2 separate regions of the Mus musculus genome follow, and region 2 is linked to region 1. A link is a contact called in public Hi-C data. All regions are on one chromosome and are shown on one strand. Each heading gives the region's core, a stretch centred on a gene start, on an enhancer-like site or on the middle of the called end of the contact. The rest is flanking DNA. Distances are from core to core; before and after follow the strand shown.

Region 1 (2,700 bases), core at 112-2,611:
TCTGAGGATTCAGATGCAGTCTTGGGTCTTTCCTGACCCTCCTTGTGCCTGAGAAACACTTCTTCTTAGAGGTGGTTACCCACCTACACTGCACAGTTAACTTGGTGTGAAAGGTAGTTTCTCTGCCTTAGGAGTCACACCCCTGCCAATTGCCCAGGTCATTTAGTAATTAAACCAATGCACCACATAATTTATCAGAAACCTTTCCCTCCCTCCTTCCTCCTCCCCTCCCTCCTCCCCTCCCTCCTCCCCCTCCCTCTCTCCTTCTGTCCTCCCTCTCTCTCCACTCTCTCTCCTTTCCTCTTTCCTCCTTCTCTCCTCCCTCCCTCCTCCCCTCTCTCTTTTTTAAATATTTATTTATGTACGTGAGTACAATGTTGCACTTTTCAGACACACCAGAAGAGGGCATAAGATCCCATTACAGATGGTTGTGAGCCACCATGTGGTTGTTGGAAATTGAACTCAGGACCTCTGGAAGAGCACTCAGTGCTCTTAACCACTGAGTCGTCTCTCCAGCCCCCTCCTCCCCTCTCTTCTCCCTCCCTCCTCCCTTCCTCCTCCCCCTCTCCATCCTCCCTCCTCCCCATCTCCCTTTTCTCCCTTTCTTCTCCTTCCTTTTTTCTTTTTATGCATCCAGTTATGCATTCGTCTGACAGTACATATTTAAGCTTCTTACTGATCACTTCATTGTTTCCAAAAAAAAAACCCACTGATGCACATATCCAATGCATATGCACCCTAGCAGTGTAAGTACCCCAGAAATGAGAAAAAAAATAGATACAGAACAAAAATAACTTAGGGACCTTTCCACACTAGTGAGAAGACAAACAAGGGAAGTGTGTCCAGCTGTTCTACCCGTGACTGTGCTGGAGGCACAGGGAGTTGACGGTATTGAGCAAGAATAGAAACCTAGTGGCTTGAAGGCCAACCCGGTTGGAGTTGACCCTGAGAAGAAAAAGTTACAAAACAATGGGTAACACTTGGGCAGACACATGGAGGATAACAAGGCGTTCCTCCGGCTAAAGTATGTGGGAAATCTTATTCTACCCCAAAGGGGAACCATGTGTTCAAAACAGTAATGGAGTCAAAGGGTTGGGACTGGGGGTTGGCAGAATGGCAGGTGGTCAGTGTGGCTGGACAGTGTAGAAGTCCCCTGAAGAAGATGCACTGGTGTCTAGCTGTGGACAGTGAGTGAGGGTGAGCAAAGGAGCAGGACCAGACAGCATCATGGGTAACGATGCTCAGACCGAGGTCTTGGGTCAAAGTCTTAAAGTCACAGGGACCGGGCAAAGAGTCCCGAATCTTAGCCTAGGGCAGAGTGAAGACACATGGTAAGGAAATTTAAAGGGAGCAATGTGGTGGCCACCTGGGGAAGGGGAAGCTCCATGCCGGCAGTGTGCGGATGGCGTCCAGAGCAAAGGGTTGTCATCGTTGTAGATCAGATTTACTTCCACTCTTTGTTTTCATAGGCTGGAGTCCCGGAATGTAAGTCATGAGCAGACAGATGTTTTCTTAAAAAACAAAACCAAAATAAAATAAAACCACTTGTCAGGTGTCCAGGACAGATCCCAGATCACACTAGCACACACTCATCTGGATGTGTGCTTTTCTGCTTTTCCTCAGGGAGAAAGAGGAGCCTCTGGGCCAATGGGAGAGCAAGGCACGAAGGGATGCTTCGGTGCCAAAGGGCCTAAGGTAAGGACTCTGTAAGCCCTACCTACGCCTCGCTGTGCTGCCTGTCGTCCTGGCAGCCCATTGCATTTCCCACACTCACACTGCTGTCCTTTCCATTTTCAGGGAACCAGAGGACTCAGTGGAGAAGAGGTAATGGCACCAGGCCCTGCATTTTATTTACCCTTCAGTTATCCAGAAATTCACATCTATCTATCTATCTATTTATTTATTTATTTATTTATTTATTTATTTATTTTTGGTATCAGCTATTTTATTTAAGGTTTTGTTTTGTTTTGTTTTTTGAGATTATTACAGTATTTCTCTCTTCCCTTTCTTCCATCCAAACCCTCTCATATAATGCTCCTCTTTCTCTTTCAAATCCATGGCCTCTTTTTTGTTGTTGTTGTTCATTGTTGTTGCAAGCCTATATGTACATGCATATAAAGACAGCCTGCTCAGTCTGTATAATATTCTTTGTCTATGTGTTTTCAGAGTTGACTGTTTAATGTTGGATGACCAGTTACTATACTCTTCTCTGGGGAACGCTATTTCTCCTGCTTGTATTCTTAGTTGACTATAGTTCTTTGTGTAGGATTGCGGGCTCTTTCCATTCATCCTGACATTTCTATTACTGTTATCCTTGTGTAACTCATGTTTATGGAGTCATGTTGGTGAGATTTTATGAGTGTAGCTTCTGGTGTTACTAGGAGACACAATCTCACAGCAAATCCTCTGATCTCCTGGCTTTCGCAATCCTCCTTTCCCACAATGTTCCTAAGGCCTTAAGTGTTTTGCAGGTGTATCCATTATGTCTGTGCTTCAAAACTCTGTGTTTTGATTGGTTGTGACTTTCTGTAATAGCCTCTGTCTGCTGCCTCTGTCTGTTGCCGCAAGGAAGTTTCTTTGATATGTGGGAGGTGTGAGGAGTACACTTACCTGGGGCACGAGGACAAATGTTTAGAGTATTGTTTGGGAGTTGCTAGATTAGTAAAATTGTGGGTTCTCCACCAAGATCCATGACTTCAC
Region 2 (2,753 bases), core at 144-2,643, 320 kb before region 1:
ACTTCTGGTGTCATCTTGGACAAACCATTTAACCTCTCCGAATCTGAAATTTCTTCCTAGGATGACAGCACCTGTACCAGAGGGTCGGAAGCATTAGACACAGTTGTATGGTTACAAAGTTGGGCACACGGGCTACGTAACCCAGGTTACCCATGTGCACTTCCTACTGTTTTGCCCATTGGCACCTGTGAGAGGACATGCCTGTCTCTGACTTCCTTCTGCCCTTGATAGGACCCAAACTGATGAAAATCCGTCATAAGTTGGCTACTCAGCCTTACTGGAAAATACACAGCTTTGTTTTTCAAATTTTTCTTTTCTTTTTTTTTTTTTTTTTTTTTTTTTGGTCTTTCGAGACAGGGTTTCTCTGTGTAGCCCTGGCTGTCCTGGAACTCACTTTGTAGACCAGGCTGGCCTCGAACTCAGAAATCCGCCTGCCTCTGCCTCCCGAGTGTTGGGATTAAAGGTGTGTGCCACCACGCCCGGCTTCAAATTTTTCTTAATGCATCCATTGTAGACTTGTGGACACCTGCACACGATTTCCTAAGGCATAAAACTTCAAGCAGAGAAAGAGATGACTGTACATGGTCCCATCAAACTCCACAAGAGGACAGGCCTCCATTATCTCTTTATTTTGATATTTCCCTTTAAGAGCATATAACCTGGAAGATGTGCTAAAACCTGACAGTGTGTGAGAGGTCATATACTTTAAAAATAGCACTTCAAAGTTTACAAAGATGTCTTATGTATGCAGTCATAACTACCACCAGCTTGCTGCTCTACAGCAGGGGTTCTCAGCCTTTAATACACTGCCTCATGTTGTGGTGACCCCCCCCCTTGCCCCCAACCATAAACTTTTCATTGCTATACCATAACTGTAATTTGCTACTGTTATAAATCGTAGTATAACACCTGTGTTTCCTGGCGGTGTTAATAGACCCCTGTGAAAGGGTCATTTGACCCCCCCAGAGGAGTTTTGAACCCCCAGGTTGAGAACCATGGCTCTACTTCCAGCCTTGTTTACATTTCTCATTAGGCTGGTCTATGGCCTCCAATTTGTAAATAGGCAGGATGGTTAGCATGGCTACTTTTGCATTTCTCAGATAAGGAACCTGAGGTTAATGACACCACGAGGGTGTGGTAGAGCTAGAGAGTTGTTTCCCAGGACAGTTAGACCCACTGTCTAGAGCAGGTCTGTTAGAGTGCTTGCAGAAGCAGAGCCCATGGCAAGAACTGGAATGACATACTTTAATTAGGTTTCCCTCTAAGGGGACAGTCAATAAGGCTATGCCGGACAGAGATGCAGAGGAAAGGAAGGAAGGGCCTGTGTGAACTCTGCCAAAAGTTCCACAAAGCCAGTGTTGTCCTGACCCTTTGTGGGAACCTAACAGCACATGCTCTGTGGGAACTTAAGAGCAGATGTTACGTCTCAAGGTTGTCCTGACCCTGAATTGAGGCACAACAAGAATCTGGCTTTTGTAAAATTGAGAAAAAGACAGTGGCTGGAAGGAAGTCCTCCAAAGAGCAATGCTCAGAAATGGTCAAAAGGAATCAGCAGGCCCTGAGCAGAGTCTCGATGTCTGATATAGTAGATGATCATTAAAATGCCCCTGAGCAGGTAGGGACTGTGTACAGATTTCAGCGGCAGGAGAAGAAAAGTCTCAAAGAGTGACGGACCACAGGGCTGCTAAGTGCTAGATGGGCAGTGAGACCTACTAAAGAGAATGGGATGTGTTCTAGCCAGCAAGTGCCTTGAGAGGAGGTTTTCATCACAAGATGGGGAGACAGATGGCTTATCTCGACTGGGGATAAGACCATCCCTCTTTCAGTATGCTGTTAAAATTGCAAAAGATTTACCTTCTTGCCACGAGTTTGGGGATTGTCCAGTGGGTTTTAAGGCTGGAGGCAGGAGCAGCAGCAGTCGGGCAGGCTTGAAGCCTTGGAAGATGAGTGGGGGACACCACCAGCACACCTCCGCTCTCCCTTCTTTTTGTTCAGCACCATGCTTTACCGATTCTAGGCGTTGACAGCAAACCCTCTGAGACTCGCTCTGTTTACCTCCTTCTTTACAGCGTGCTCAGAAGCATCCCCGGCTGACATTGTGTTTTTGGTGGACAGTTCAACTAGCATCGGACTCCAGAACTTCCAGAAAGTGAAGCATTTCCTCCACTCTGTTGTCTCGGGGCTCGACGTCAGAAGCGATCAGGTGCAAGTGGGGCTGGTCCAGTACAGTGACAACATTTACCCAGCCTTTCCGCTGAAGCAGTCCTCTCTGAAGAGCGCCGTCCTGGATCGGATCCGGAATCTGCCCTACAGCATGGGGGGCACAAGTACCGGAAGCGCCCTGGAGTTCATCAGGGCCAACTCCTTGACTGAGATGAGTGGCAGCCGTGCCAAGGATGGGGTTCCTCAGATAGTTGTCCTGGTGACAGATGGGGAGTCCAGTGATGAGGTCCAGGATGTGGCTGACCAGCTGAAAAGAGACGGGGTCTTTGTGTTTGTGGTAGGGATCAATATTCAAGATGTCCAAGAGTTGCAGAAAATAGCCAACGAGCCGTTTGAGGAGTTTCTCTTCACCACAGAAAACTTCAGCATCTTGCAGGCGCTCTCAGGAACCCTCCTTCAGGCCCTGTGTTCCACGGTGGAGAGGCAGATGAAAAGTAAGCCCCGTTCAATCATCTACCACTGAACTGCAATGTAGCAGTGTGCTTCCGAAGGGGAAGGGTGGCCTATAATCACGGGAGCATCTGGGGATG

What was found. Hi-C and Micro-C count contacts between places; a contact is called where the count stands out from the background.
Region 2: a Hi-C map of uterus shows a contact between it and region 1, with 2.8 times the contacts expected there. The contact joins two enhancer-like sites. A contact is called at or near these places in 2 of 484 Hi-C or Micro-C datasets (nephron progenitors and uterus).

Annotation. Positions count from the first base shown.
Region 1 is chr9:105,757,287-105,759,986 of GRCm38.p6, reverse strand. Col6a6 (collagen, type VI, alpha 6) reads left to right here. Exons shown (of 37, transcript NM_001102607.1): 14 at 1,624-1,695; 15 at 1,798-1,824. Among named protein-coding and RNA genes, the nearest start is that of Col6a6, 69 kb to the left of the region's middle. Within about 2 kb of position 1,361, at least 6 of the 459 cell types and tissues checked have an H3K27ac peak or open chromatin away from gene starts, as enhancers often do. A contact at or near this core is called in uterus, where this site is marked.
Region 2 is chr9:106,076,776-106,079,528 of GRCm38.p6, reverse strand. Col6a4 (collagen, type VI, alpha 4) reads left to right here. Exons shown (of 38, transcript NM_026763.2): 4 at 2,070-2,657. Among named protein-coding and RNA genes, the nearest start is that of Col6a4, 19 kb to the left of the region's middle. Within about 2 kb of position 1,393, at least 2 of the 459 cell types and tissues checked have an H3K27ac peak or open chromatin away from gene starts, as enhancers often do. A contact at or near this core is called in uterus, where this site is marked.